Regions from separate parts of the Ovis aries genome. Here region 2 is linked to region 1. Evidence: chromatin contacts called from public Hi-C data. All regions are on one chromosome and are shown on one strand. Each heading gives the region's core, a stretch centred on a gene start, on an enhancer-like site or on the middle of the called end of the contact. The rest is flanking DNA. Distances are from core to core; before and after follow the strand shown.

Region 1 (7,454 bases), core at 1,925-4,424:
TGTGGTGGCTTTTATTTAAGGCTGTGATAAGTCAGTTGCAGCTGAGACCATTAGCAAGCACGGAGCTCTTAACCCTCCAGTCTCTGACAGAGGGACTCAGTTTTGCAGAGAGACCCTGATTACAGGGCTGGTTAGTGGAAGTGCCAGGATTCCAACCCTGGGTCCCAGGGTCGTGTCCTCCACCGTGCCGCTCTGCCTTCAGCCTGGGGGCTGCGTGTCTTATTCCCTGCATGCTGGGAGCTGAGCTGCAGAGGGTGAGGGCAGGATTCCACGTGTCCAGCAGGAGGTTTCTCCAAGACCCACCCAGCTTGTGACTGGACCCTGGGGCCTGAGGTTGGAGCAGGGCATGGGTGAGGCTCTGGAGGGCAGCTGGGGGTGCAGGGAGCAGGAAGTGGACACTCCAGGGAAATGTTTACCACCTGCTGGAGCTATGAGATCCCATTTGAGTGACCGTTTCCACTGCACATTCTGCTGGCCAGAACCACAGACAGCTGAGACCCCTGACTCCTCCTGAATGACCCCATGGCTTCCATGCCTCCTTGAAAAGATGGTTGGAGCAAAAAACTTTCACAAGGTCTGAAATAATGAAGAAAGAAGCCTGGTAGGATATTGGGCAAGCTCTGCCCTTCACGGGCCTCAGCTTTCTCCTGGCTGTAACAGGGTGGTCAGGAAGGGGACACAGATTTCAGAAACTCTTAGCCCTTGCCCAAGTGACCTGTGCAAGTCCAATAGGGTGTGGAGAAAGCGGCTGTGGCCACATTGGTCCCCCGGGGACACACATCTGATGTTCTACAACCAGCAATCTGGATACAAGCTGCCCCAGAGACACAGAGACTTAGGAAGACTGTGGCCTCAGTCCCACAGGTTGACCTTAGTCCTGAGCTAGCAGGTTTATACCCCCTGCCCTGCTCCACCCCCCACCAGGGGGTGCCACCCAGCCTCCAGGCTCTCACTGGCAAGGCCAGAGTGTCTCAAAGTTCTGCCCCATGTGGCGCGCTCACAGCCTGGCACCAAGCAGTTGGGAGGGTGTGTCTGGGACATCCCGAAGGCTGTCTACCCTGAGGCTCTCCCTGGCAACGCCTGAATGAGGACATTTGTCCTCGGCAAGGGAGGAACGAATCCCCCATTGCCCTCCTTCCACTCACAGACACCCCAAGAAGTAAACCTGGTTCTGAGCAAAACAAAACATGTCCCTAATTTCCAATTCCAATCTACGGGGCTTTGGTGTCCCAGGATTGCAACTGCTTCGTTACAACCCTGTGGCCTTGCTGCCATCTGCTGGCCAAGTAACTTGGGTGCTCGGGAGAGGTTCGGTTTCGTGACTGGGCCTCAGAGATCCCCAACCTTCTTCATATTAGCAAATCTGTCTTCTTGGAACCTTTTCTGTAGGGAGAAAGTAACCAATGCCTCAAGGGCTCCTAGAGGGCTCTGGACACTCTGGAGGGAGGAGCAGCTACTTCTTCGCTGCTCTTTCTGAACCAGGGGAGCAGGGGGCCACCTCCGCAAGCGCCAGGAACACGGATGTTGGCCGAGACAGAAGAGACACAATGGCATTCTTCTGCCTCTGGCCTCTAGCCTGCCAGGTCTGAGACCAGGAGAGCTCCCATCTTCCCTTCACCCTTCTCCTCTCCCTTCCCTGGCCACAGGAGACCTCTCCTCTGACCTTCCCTCAGAGGCTCCATGGCGTTTGGGACAGCTTCTTTCCCCTCTCCTTGCCTCAGTTTCCCCACCTGTAATGCAGTGATTCTGGATTCGCATCTAAGAAAGGTGGCCCCAGGGGAGGGCTCCATGCTTCCTGTTTGGGTGGCTGTGACCCTTCTTTCTGGACACACCTTCTGGTGTTCCCTGGGCAGGAGTTGTTCAGATGTCCTGAATACCCTGTATTCACACACCCAGCAATTCCACTGCTGGGGCACAGGGGACATAGAGAGTTGTCAACTGAAAAAAGAAAGAACAACCTAAAAGTTGAGAATTCTGTTTTATTCAGAAGCCTTAGTGAAGACTTAAGCCTGCGATGTAGTCTCTCAGCTCGGAGGGACTGTTCTAAAGATGTAAGGGAGGAGCCAGAATGTATGAGAGTTTTTTTTTTTTTTTTTTTTGCTGAGGAAAAAATGTGCAGTTGGTCATCCAAGGGCTTCCCAGGTGGCACAGTATTAAAGAATCCACCTGCCAATGCAGGAGATGTAAGAGACATGGGTTCAGTCCCTGGGCTGGGAAGATTCTCCTGGAGTGGGAAGTGACAACTCACTCCAGTATTCCTGCCTAGAAAATTTCAGAGGCAGAGGAGCCTAGTGGGCTACAGTCCATGGTTGCAAACGTCCTCGCTCATTTCCTTCCTTCTACTTTTGCCCCAACAAACCATTCTCCATTTTACGTGTTTTTAAAGCTAGGTAATATATACATGATTTTAAAATCCTTGCTCTACAGGTCATCTCTTCAGAGCTAATAACTGTTCTCTGCTCCCTGGTCCCCTTCCAGACTGAAAGGCATTCCCGAGGCTGTATATAGTCATCCCCACCCCCATCGCTCTAGGCCTCTCTCTCTCTCTTTTTTCCCCTTACGCTTTACACTTCGTTTACCAGTTCTCTCCCCATCATCAAAAACGGACTTGGCCGTCTCTTAGGCAGTGCCCGGTCTTACAGGCTCAGCCGAGCGTGCCAGTCTCCAACCAGTCACTCCTCTGTTCCAAAACTCGACACCTGGGGTGCCACGCCTTTGCTTGTTAGCCCTGTCTCCTTGGCCAGGCAGCCCCTACTCCAAGGCTGTTTTTAAGTCACTGCTTCTGGGGGTGGCCCGCCACCACGTTATCTCTACCAGAGCATCTGACCCCATCTACCAAGGCCCTCGACACTACTTAGGGTCTACAAGTCTATGGCTACGTTCTCTAATGTCCTTCCCCTGAGTGGGGAGAGCCTGGAGCCCGAGCCAGGTCCCTGCGGTCTACTTTGCCCAGGAAGAAGAAACCAGTTACCTCCCTGCTTAGCAATTAGATGCAGATAGACTACGACTCCCAGAAACCCTTTCGCCTCGGGCTGGAGGTTTGCCCTCTACACGTGCCCGCGTGCAAGAAACTGAGCATGCGCAGCGGGAAATGAGCATGCGCAAAAGCCTACAGAGGAGGGGACAGCCTCTCCCAGCAGGCAGTAGGGGCATTTTTTTCATCCCCGCGTGACAAGTGACTTCCGGCGTGGAGGGGCGGGGTGCGTGGCTGAGCCTGCAGCTGCGAAAGCTTGGGGGGCGGCCGGGAGGCCGGCGGGTGCCTGAGGCCATGGAGGCCGTGCCCCGCATGCCCATGATCTGGCTGGACCTGAAAGAGGCCGGTGACTTCCACTTTCAGCCAGCCGTAAAGAAGGTGAGGGCCGCTCCTGCTCCCCGCCCCCTCCCCTTTCCTCCCGCGTCTCTCCGTCCGCCTGCGCGTGACGCCCCCTGCGCGTCTATCATCTCCCCAGGCCCTGTCGCAGGGGCCGGTGAGGCCAGGAGGGGCCTCCACTGGCTTTCCTTCGCCTGGCGCACCCCCATCGCACCTTGTCTGACCCCTGCGCGCTCGAAGAGCGTCTCCGTCCCCTCCCCCCGACCCCGCCAGCCCCGGGTAGCCCCCGCTGTCTGATCGGAACCTGCTTTCCGATTCCGTCCCCCGGCCCTCCGCGATCCCCGCCGAGGCACCTCACTTCCTCGGTGTGACGCTTTGAACCTAGGTCTGCTCCTCCCCTCATCCACGCCAGCACCGCCCTGGGAGAATCGGTGGGTGGCCCTCCGTAACCGTCAGGGTGGAAAGGCTGTGCCTGGCCTTCGTTGTGCTGTCCGTCTACGACCGGACTGGGACGGACGCCGAGGATGGCTCAGGATGTGTTTTAAGGCCCCGGCCAGCCTGACCTCTGCGGTTGGAGTCGCTCTAACACTTGGTGCAATTCTGTCTGGTCTCAGAAGAAGAACCGTAATCTGGAGCCCCTTTGGACCGAAAGATCCAACTTTTAGGGGAGCGTTACTGCTTTCGCGACTGCGCAGAGGGGATAAATAGCATTGTAGCTTCCAGAGCGACCCAAGCAGTCCTTTGTTTACTCTTCATTTGGATGGAAGAGACAGGCAGTTTTGGCTTTGAGGGAGGCAAGGGATCGCTGTGGGGAGATCAGGTGTGGCTGGTACAAAGCAGGACCAGGTGTGTCGACTGGGCATCAGGTACCCTGTGAGACATCTGCCTTGGGAAGGACTGTCTGGTACCGTTGAAGGACAGAGCAGAAGTGAAAAGGAACAACCAGGAGGCAATGTGGCTGCTGCCTGAATATTGACGGAGCCCCAGTGAGTAAGGTGGTGGAGAAGAAAAAAAATAGAAGAAAGAAAATGGGTCGGGGAAGAAGTTTTCCAAGAAGCTCTCCCTTTCTCGGTTCACACTGCCGCTGCCTTCCTTCACACACTAACAGTTTGTATTCCTTTGAGTCCATCATTTAATCTCTTTGGGCATCTTTTTCCTCATTTGTAAAACCAGAAAATTAGATTAAAAAAAAAAAAATTGGCTGAGCTTCCCAGCTTATGGGATCTTAGTTCCCTGACCAGGAATCAAACCCCAGGCCTCAATGGACCAATGGAGACATCCAATAAATTAGGTTAATTGATCTAAAGTTCCAGAATTTTACTTCTTTCCCAAAGTTTGGTCTCCTTTCCATCTACTGTTTTAATTCCAAGATGTATATCAAATTAAGAACAGAAGCTAAACACTCCCATCATCCATGGGGGGGGGAAAGAATGCACAGAGGAATGAGACCATGTTAGTACCAGAGAAAGTGAAACAAAATCTTTACCCTGGGAAGTTTGGCTCAGAGTTCTAGAACTGCCATTGCTGATCTCTGGTTTCCATTTTTCTACTGCAAAAGAATGCCAGGATCTGGTGATCTCATCTACCCCTGGTTGCTCAGCTGGTAAAGAATCCCCCTGCAATGTGGGAGACCTGGGTTCGATCCCTGGATTGGGAAGATCCCCTGGCGAGGGGAAAAGCTACCCGCTCCAGTATTCTGGGCTGGAGAATCGCAGGGACTGTATAGTCCGTGGGGTCACAAAGAGTTGGACATGACTGAGTGACTTTCACTTTCATCTGCCTACAGAATTCTGGGCCATTGGTTTCTTGGTAAAAGGGCAGAGTAATGTCACAGAAATAGACACTGGAATCAGGCCAACTTTGGTTTAGGTCCCACCTTTTCGACTTAATAGCTGAGTGACGTCAGCTGTTACAGATGATTACCTCACTAATCTGGGCCTCATTTTTCTCACCTGTAACAGAACTAATACTATGCTTGTAAGCTTATGAGCATCAAGAGTTAACGCAGGGACTTTGCTGGTGGTCCAGTGGTTAAGAATCTGCCTGCCAATGCAGGGGACATGGGTCTGATCGTGGTGCAGGAAGATTCCACATGCTTTGGGACAGCTAAGCCCGTGTGCCACAGCTACTGAGCCTGGGCTCTAGGGCCCACGTGGTGCAACTATTGGAGCCCTGGGCCCAGAGCCTGTGCTCTGCGACAGGAGACGCCGCCACAATGAGAAGCCTACGCATTGTAGCAGAGCAGTTACAAAAAGCCGGAGCACAGCAGCAAAGACCTAATGCAGCCAAAAATAAAATAAAAGAGAAAAACAAGATATACTTAAAAAAAAAGAGTTAATGCATTTGAGTCCCCAGTACAGGCCTTGGCATATTGTAAACAACACTTTCAGCTTAGCATCCTCTTTCTCTGTTTAGGAAATAGCTCAAGTCCTATGACAGCTCTGTGAGTTAGAGCGGGTAATTGTTGCTCAGTAGGTAAGTCTTGTTCAGCTCTTTTCAACCCCATGGACTGCAGCACGCCAGGCTTCCCTGTCCTTCGCCATCTCCCAGAACTTGCTCAAACTCATGTCCATTGAGTCGGTGATGCCATCCAGCCTTCTCTTCCTGTCGCCCCTTTTCCTCCTGCCCTCAGTCTTTCCCAGGATCACGGTCTTTTCCAGCTAGTCGACCCTTCATATCAAGTGGCCAAAGTATTGGAGCTTCAGCATCAGTCCTTGCAATGAATATTCAGGATTGACTGGTTTGATCTTCTTGCTGTCCAGGGGACTCACAAGAGTCTTCACCACAATTCAAAAGCAGCTACTATGAACACCATATTACAGGTGCAAAACCAAGCCCTGGTCTCATAGCAACCTAGGGTCACAGCCAGGACTTCCTCTGTTTTGGTGTTTGTCTTTGGAAAAAGTCTTTCCAGCCTGTGTATTTGTAACTTATAACTTCTTTCCCTGCTTTTTCCTCCCAGTGGCTCTGAACCCTGGACATGCTTTCAACATGACACTGTTCACAGGTCTCATTGTTTGCTCAGGAAAAAAGAAGCCCAGCTTCTCCAAAGCCTCTGCTCCATTGACTCACCTTGTGGCCAGAGATTTGTTTTCACTTCCCTTTTTTTTGGTGTTTTATGAGAACTGTGTTTAAAAAATAGAAATGGATTGGTCTGATGTGTGGTCAAGAATATGGGCTCTGGAGCCCAGACCCCGGGTTTCCAGTTGGTGCTCTGTTGGTGGTTAGTGCTGTGACCTTGGCGAGTGTCTTACCTCCCTTGCCTCAGTTTCCTCAGCTGTAAAATGGGGGCGACAACGCTGTCTACCTCTTTGGGTTGTTATTAGGGCTGAGTGACTTACTGGGCACTTGGCAAGTGTCTGGCCCGTGGGCAGGAGCTCTGTGTTTGCTGCAGATCTTGGAGGAGGAATAAGACAGGTGGACAGCCTCCTTCGGGGACAGTTTGCTGCGATCAGAGGCATCATCTCTCACCCCGTCACCACTGCGTGACCGCAGGGCAGGTGTTCCCAGCGGTGGCAGCTGAAGCCTTGTTTCTGGGACTCAGATGTCACTCAGATCCCTTCGGCCTCTGTCCCACAGGGCCTCTGGGCTCCACTTTCACTGTCGCCTCGGGGTGAGCAAACAGAAGCCTCCTATGAGAAGGGAGTTAATCGGAGAAAGAACATGTTCCTATTTAGATAGTCAAGTTTTACCCTATAGCTCAGGTCACATTTTATGTCTGTGAATTGGGGGACAGGCGGGGTGAGGGATTGGCTAGATCACAGCGAGGATTGTAAACCAAGAGCCCATAAATGGGCTTCAGCGTGTCTGTAAACCCCCTGAACATGTTGGCAGATCCTTATGTTTATGCATAGATGGACATTGGTGGGGAGATTGTTTCGTGGCTTTTATGTTCTCAAAGGATCCAACAAGAGGCTAAGAAATGATGACGTAAGGAAAGTGTTTTTTTAGGTATCATTTAGCTCAACAACTCATTTTTTTTTGGCCGCATCGCTTGGCCTGTGAGATCTCAGCTCCCTGATCAGGGCTTGAACCTGGGCCACAGCAGTGAGAGTGCCAAGTCCTAACCGCTAGACCACCCAAGATTTCCCTCAGCAGCTCTTAAGACATTCATTTTCCAGATTTCAGACGTACAGAAAAGTTG
Region 2 (7,180 bases), core at 1,424-3,923, 96 kb before region 1:
GCCTCACAGAAGGTGACCCTCTTGGGTGAGAGAAGTACACAGCAAGGAGGTGAGCCCGTGAGTTACCCTCAGAGTGGGGGCTCTGTCCACCACAGCACTTCCCAGAGAGGCTGGCTCATTAAGGGAACCTTGACATTCCTCCCACCTTGCACCTACAAATGTGTCTTGCCTGCAAGGTGGGGGTGGTTTTTAGGTGACATGGGTGCCAATTAGCTGGGTCACAGAAGGAATGTGGTGGGGGGGTGGGTTTCCACGTGAAGTACCAGTGGGCGAGTGGCAGCCCAGCGTCTCATATCCATCCTACCACTCCTCAGCAGTGTGACCTTGGAATGACCTCCCCTCTCTGAGCCTTGGTTTCCTCATTAGTAAACTGGAGACGTCAACTCCCACCTCACAGAGCCGCTGTGAGCATGACAGATGAGCAGTCCCAGCCTGGGCCCCACAGACACTGTCAGTATTGGCAGGGGTGATGTCCATTGTGACCACCCCCCCCCATCACTAAGACTGGGGGAAGGGAGGGACAGTTGTGTCCTCCCCTTCGCCAGCCAAGGAGGGCAAGGTGCTGATCAGCAGGAGCATCAGGAACATCACTCACCTGACCTGCTCTTTAAACATCTTCTTGGACTTGGATTTCTTCCCGGGTTTGACAGAGAAAGGGGCGACTCCAAGTCCAAAGCCTTGTCCGTCAGGCTCGCCCACTAGGTGGCCATCAGCGTCTACGAGCCCTGCCTGGACAGAGGCCAGTCACAGGTCTGCAGGTCAGATCAAGTGTTCAGGCTCCTGGGGGACCCAGGTGTATATGGACCAAAGGTGGACATGTTCATCCCACACACCGAGATGTGGCTCCTGCGGATGTCACTTCAGGCTGTGCCCACGTCCGCTGTCTCCGACCACCCCACCAAACATCCATTGTCTACACCAACTGTTCTCATAGCTGGGTGTCTCATCCATACTCTGAGACTCCTGAGGCCCACTTCCAACCTAACTGTGGCAACTGTCTTGTTTGCTGCTGGGCACATCTCCAATTTATGGAGATCATTTTGAATTCATACGTGGTTGACTCTTGCATGGGTCATTCCATGCTCATGCTGGTGTTAACCTTTACCTGTTACAACCCTAGATCTGCTTTAATGCAGGACACTCGCTGCTTCTGGCAAGATCTGGGAATGCAAAACTCAAATGTGAGTCTTGTCGGCAAGAGGCAGGCGTGCTTACCTTCTGGACAGCAGAGATGGCTGCATAGTCATTCTTGTCTATGAGGGTGTACTTCCTGCGCAAAGTGGACTCCACTTCCTGTTCCTGTTGGCTTGGGAGACAGAGTGAAAGAACCCCTTGCACCTGGGCAGGCTGAGCCCACTGGGGCAAGCACCAAGTTCTGGAGTTAGAAGTTGTTTGTGTGTGGCCTCGGAGACAGAGCCACGCCCTCATCATGAACCAGACCAGACAGAACATGCTCACTGCCCACCCCCCACTTCCCAAAGCATGTACCCACTGTCCAGTCCCCAGATCCACAGGGGTCACCCTATGTGTCAAGGACAGCTGCTCTAAGATGACCTTGGACAAGGACCCCAAGCCTGCATCATGCATCCCTATCTGTCTCTAACAGGCCCTTCGGAATCATGTGCCCAGCTTCTGTGATAACACCCAGCATGAGCCAGTCAGGCTACAGGTATGTCTGTACCCCAATAAACCACAAATCCCTCTTGAGGTGGGGAGGAGGGTGCCAGGAGCATCAAAACACCCTGCTCTGGCCACATAAAGACCTCCTGTCCAGTGAACAAACTCAGGAAACCAGGGACTGCCTCCTCTCTGCTTAGCCCTTAAAAGGGGGGCTGTCCCCACTTCCAGAGGAAGGGGAGGGTAGGAGGACCTGAGAGCTCAGAGGCAGACTGCTGGGATCACCCAGGGCTGCCATACCCAGAGGCCTCTGATCCAGCTCCGCGCACACCAGACAGAAGGCAGAGCGCCTGGAGGCCAGCACCCAGACCATGGGAAAGGAGAATGGCAGCCTGATGCAGGACTGGGTGGGTGTGGTGGCTCCCTTACCTCAGCACCATCCGGAACTGGTTGAACACCTCCTGGATCTGTCTGAGGTTGATTATCTGGAGAGGAGAGCAAGGCAGAGGTTAGACCAGGGGCACCACAGGACTAAGGCTGTGTCTGTAGAGAAATCAGGACCCCTTGACTAAGCCTTGGACCATGTGTCTCAAGAAGGGGACATGTACCAACACCCTCTCAGCAAAGTGCCAGTAAAGCCCTCCTCAAGAACAGAGAAACCCTTGATTAGTAATTTGGAAGCTATTTATTGAAGCTATTAAAAAAAAATCACCTTTTCTGACTGAAGATATATATAAAATTGAAATGACTCTAGTTCTTGAAGGTACTAAGAAAACATCTAAATAAAATTAACTGTCCTCAGCTCTCTCCTGCTTCCAAAAGGGTCCATTATGAACCATTCTGTGTGGGCCCAGACACATACACACACCTGTGGCTAAAGGGGAGACCATCGGCCTCTCTTGACCCCATTGCCCTCTAGCATTAGCCTTGACGGTCATTCTGGGGCTGCCCTTCCTAGAAAGACCAGAAGAGCCCTCAGCTGTCCCAGGCCTGCCTCTGGCAGCTGCTGACGATGACAGGCTGGACAAGGCTCTGGCCGTGAACCCCTGATGAGAGGCCTGCCAGCCTGTGCTCTGAAAACAGAATGCCTCTCTCCCCCTGAGAGCCTTCCCTTTGTGGCTACTCTATTCCTCCTTGGCCCACTCCAGCATGGGCCCTAGAGGGGTCCACCTTGTAGACAACCAGCATGACCATCATCCTTTAATGTCCCCCCTCTGCTGCCACAGACAAGCCCCTGAGGTGCTGCCTCTCAGTTCATCCCAGCCCGTTTCCCTCCCTACCGTACAGGTCAGACCACCAGAGTACACGAGCTTGAGCATTTTCATGATGCCACTCAGCAGGGAGACTGCTGAGCTCTGAGGTTCGACCCAGAGCAGCTTGGCTCTAGGAGCTGTACTGGTGGCCCCGTAATGGACCACCCCCACTGTATTCAAGGCTTGGACCACCTCCCCTGTGTTCAAGGCTGTGGGGCACCCACAGCCTTGCGACCCTAAACATGGATGCTGTGGCCTCAGTGGGCTGAAGGGCCCTGAGGCCAGGAGTCCAGCACCACCTACGCTATACCCACTGCACCCTCTCAGTGAGGTTCCCAGGCTAGCACAGCATACATCATGGTGTGGCCGGGAGACAGGCCCGGGCCAGCCAGACATGGGGGTCCTGAAGGGCTCCTTACGTCAATCTCTTCCAGTGTTCCCTCCAGGTACCTTCGCACCTGGGAGTTGATCTCCGCAATCTGGATTTCATCCATAGGGTCATAGTTCACGAGGGTACGGTTGGCCTTGGAGAAGGAAGAGGAACGTACTGTTAAGCTCCAAGCACCCGAGCCCAAGCAGGGTGGCAGGGACCATTCTGAGGACCAAAGTGGGGAGGCTGGGCAGAGAGCCTGGCTACCCAAGCCACTTTACTCCCTTCATCACCATGTCCTGGTAGGGAGGGCCTCACTCACAGGCCAGGTAGTCGGGTCAGCACGGGACAACCAGGTGGGGTAGGGAAGGAAAGGCTGCCAGACAAGGGCCTGCTCCTCCAATCTGGGGGGCTCTGCTGGCTGAGCCTCAGCAGACTGTGGGATGAGGGCCACAGGAGGGAGGGGGCGCCTCTGCCTTGAGACCCTCTGGACCATGAGCATGAGCTCAGACCAGCACTGGAGGTCTCCTGCTCCCCACCCCTACCTTCCAACTCCCTGCTGCCCCTAATAACCATCCAGCCTGTCCACCTCCCTGACCTTGAGCCGTCATCAGGCTGTCTGCCTCTGTACCCATACCTGCCAGGCCTGTGGCCCCTGCCCTTCATCCCCCTGCCTACTGCCTGGCTCTGCTCCCTGACCATCTGACAGCCCTGCCCACATCTTGTTCTTCCAGAGTCTCTGCCCAACAGGCATCCCTGATCCCCCAGGCCTTCTGCCCCCACAGTCTCTGTTCCCCCAGTCCCCTGTCTACTCAGCCCCTGGGCCCCCTGTCCACCCAGTCCCTCTGCTCACCCAGCCCACCCTCTGATCCACCCCTGCCCTGACCCACTGCCCCCTCCCACCTAGTCCTTCTGCCCACTTGGTACCCTGACCCCAGTCCCTCTAGTATTCCGCCCATCACCTCTAGCCCCTTACCAGGCTGTCATGGATGGCTAGTTCCTGCTTGAGCAGTGCTAGCTCCTTCTCCAGGTTCTTGACCATTCTCTGCCAGGGAAGCATATGGGGAGGCGGGGGTAGCAAGGAGGACAGTCAGAGAAGCCACTTAATAATTCCCCACCCTGTCCTTGGACATCCTGGCCCTTGCAGGCAATCTATGGAGTGTGATCTCAACATTTGGATGATTCCCTCCCAGCTGGTGACTTTTCCCCAACTGGGTGAGTTTAGGGTTTGAAGGGGTTTCAGCACTTCTCTGTCCTTTGCCTCTTACTTGCAGGGAAGACTGAGAACAGAGTCAGTATGGGCTCCACTAGGACCACCCTAAAGCCCAACTCCAGAAGCTCCAGCATACTTCAATCCACCACGGTCACTGCCCTCTCCATGCAGCCTGTGCCTCCAGGATGTCACCCTCATCCTCTCCAGCCACTACACAAAGCATCACCATTCCGCACTGACAGGTATGCCACCTCCATTTATTGCTGCTATAAACAATGCTGCAGAACACTTTGCTCTTACATCTTTGTGTAGGATAACAGTGACCTATGCGCTATGTCAGAGAAGGCGATGGCACCCCACTCCAGTACCCTTGCCTGGAAAATCCCATGGACGGAGGAGCCTGGTAGGCTGCAGTCCATGGGATCGCGAAGAGTCAGACATGACTGAATGACTTCACTTTCACTTTTCACTTTCATGCATTGCAGAAGGCAATGGCAACCCACTCCAGTGTTCTTGCCTGGAGAATCCCAGGGGCCGGGGAGCCTGGTGGCCTGCCGTCTATGGGGTTGCACAGAGTCGGACACGACTGAAGCGACTCAGCAGCAGCAGCAGCAATGCGCTGTGATCTGCCCCATTACTCCTTGTCTACGCTTCTGCCCCTGCTCATGCCACTCCCACCAAATGAGCACGCTCCTGCCTCTGTGCTGCCTGTCCCCTCTGCCTGGGACATGCTTCTCCCAGGTATTCGCATAGCTCACCTTCCTCAAGTCTCTGTTCAAACACTGCTAAATTAGGCACCCCTCAGTTACCCCATGTAAAACTGCAATCCCCTCCCACTCTCACACCACGCTTTTTAAAAATCTTGCTCTAGTTTTTTTTCATAGAACATACCCTAGAGCAGTACTAACAGAACTTGCTGTAATGATGGAAAGGTTCTGTTTGTGCCACAAGCCACATAAAGCTATGGAACACTTAGAGTGTGACTAGTGGGACAGAGGAACTGAATTTTTAAAAATTTTTTGATTTTATTTAATTTTACTGATTTCAGAGCACTTTCTTGGAGGTCCCGTGGTTAAGACCCTGCACTTCCACTGCCGGGGGTATGGGTTTGATCCCTGGTTGGGGAACTAGTATCCCTGTGGCATGTTCAGTTCAGTTCAGTTCAGTTTAGTCGCTCAGTCGTGTCTGACTCTGCGAACCCATGAATCGCAGCACGCCAGGCCTCCCCGTCCATCACCGACTCCTGGAGTTCACTCAGACTCACGTCCATCGAGTCCGTGATGCCATCCAGCCATCTCATCCTGGGTCGCCCCCTTCTCCTCCTGCCCCCAATCCCTCCCAGCATCAGAGTCTTCTCCAATGAGTCAACTCTTCGCATGAGGTGGCCAAAGTACTGGACTTTCAGCTTTAGCATCATTCCTTCCAAAGAACACCCAGGGCTGATCTTCAGAATGGACTGGTTGGGTCTCCTTGAAGTCCAAGGGACTCTCAAGAGTTTTCTCCAACACCACAGTTCAAAAGCATTAATTCTTCAGCGCTCAGCCTTCTTCACAGTCCAACTCTCACATCCATATATGACCACAGGAAAAACCATAGCCTTGACCAGACGGACCTTTGTTGGCAAAGTAATGTCTCTGCTTTTGAATATGCTATCTAGGTTGGTCATAACTTTTCTTCCAAGGAGTAAGCATCTTTTAATTTCATGGCTACAGTCACCATCTGCAGTGATTTGTCATGAGGTGTGACCAAAAAGAAAGTTTTGTTTTTATTTTTTTTACTGATTTCAGAAGCCATGTGTGAGTAGTGGCTACTGTATTGGACAGTGAAGCTCTAGAACTTAAGCTATTTTAGTTTTAAGAAAAATTATATATATTTAAGGTGTACAGCACTGATGTTTTGATATACATGTACACGATGAAATGACTACTACAGACAAGCTAATTAACATATCCACTAGTCACCATTTTTTGTGTATGTGGTACAGCTTCTGAGATCTACTTCCCTTGCAAATTTTCAGTATACAGCACACTACTATAACTATATTCACCATGCTATATGTTAGATCCCTGGAACTCATTCGTCTTAGGACTAAAAATATGTACTCTTTGACCCACATCTCCCATATCTCAGTCTGCCTGCTCCCACTCCTGGTAACCACTGCTCTGCTTTCTGCTTCTGTGAATTTGACTTTGTTAGGTTCCACATATAAGTGAGATCATGCAGTGTTTTTCTTAGTGTATGTGGCTTATTTCACTTAGCACGATGTCCTCAAGGTTCATCCATGTTGTTGCAAATGGAAGAATCTAGAACCGACTGATTTCTTATGTTTATTACATCTGTCTCTCCCATCTCTAGTGAACTGTCAGCTCTTTAAGACAGCTTTGTGTTTCTGTTGGTCCACTGACGTGTCCCAGGTGCTTCAAAAAGTGCCCGGCACATAGTAAGTACTCCATAAATTTTAGCTGAACGAATAAATGATACATTTCTAGAAGCAGAATTGCTTAGTCATTTTACATCTGATACTGTCCTTGAGTCTTTCATATAAGCCCAGGACTTCAAGTTGAGAACCTTCAGTGTGAACAATAGGCTTCTTTTAGTTGTTCAAAATAGCCACTAGAGGGAGCCCCTGACAGCTGGGTCTCAGGTTTAGTTCTTTGGTCACTACGTGATGTCTGACTCTTTTGCGGCCCCATGGACTGTAGCCTGTCAGGGTCCTCTGTCCATCTG

What was found. A called contact is a pair of places that touch in the nucleus more often than the background predicts.
Region 2: a contact with region 1 is called in a Hi-C map of hypothalamus, with 2.6 times the contacts expected there. The contact joins the enhancer-like site here to the promoter of PTPN23 in region 1. A contact is called at or near these places in 2 of 16 Hi-C or Micro-C datasets (hypothalamus and tail adipose tissue).

What each region holds. Positions count from the first base shown.
Region 1 is chr19:52,286,373-52,293,826 of ARS-UI_Ramb_v3.0, reverse strand. PTPN23 (protein tyrosine phosphatase non-receptor type 23) reads left to right here and starts at 3,174. Exons shown (of 23, transcript XM_042236320.2): 1 at 3,174-3,352. The coding sequence starts at 3,269.
Region 2 is chr19:52,382,529-52,389,708 of ARS-UI_Ramb_v3.0, reverse strand. KLHL18 (kelch like family member 18) reads left to right here. Exons shown (of 12, transcript XM_060402923.1): 2 at 1,607-1,669; 3 at 4,515-4,695. KIF9 (kinesin family member 9) reads right to left here. Exons shown (of 20, transcript XM_060402908.1): 11 at 4,217-4,285; 12 at 3,290-3,394; 13 at 2,047-2,102; 14 at 1,216-1,306; 15 at 596-729. Among named protein-coding and RNA genes, the nearest start is that of KIF9, 26 kb to the right of the region's middle. Within about 2 kb of position 2,673, at least 4 of the 54 cell types and tissues checked have an H3K27ac peak or open chromatin away from gene starts, as enhancers often do. A contact at or near this core is called in hypothalamus, where this site is marked.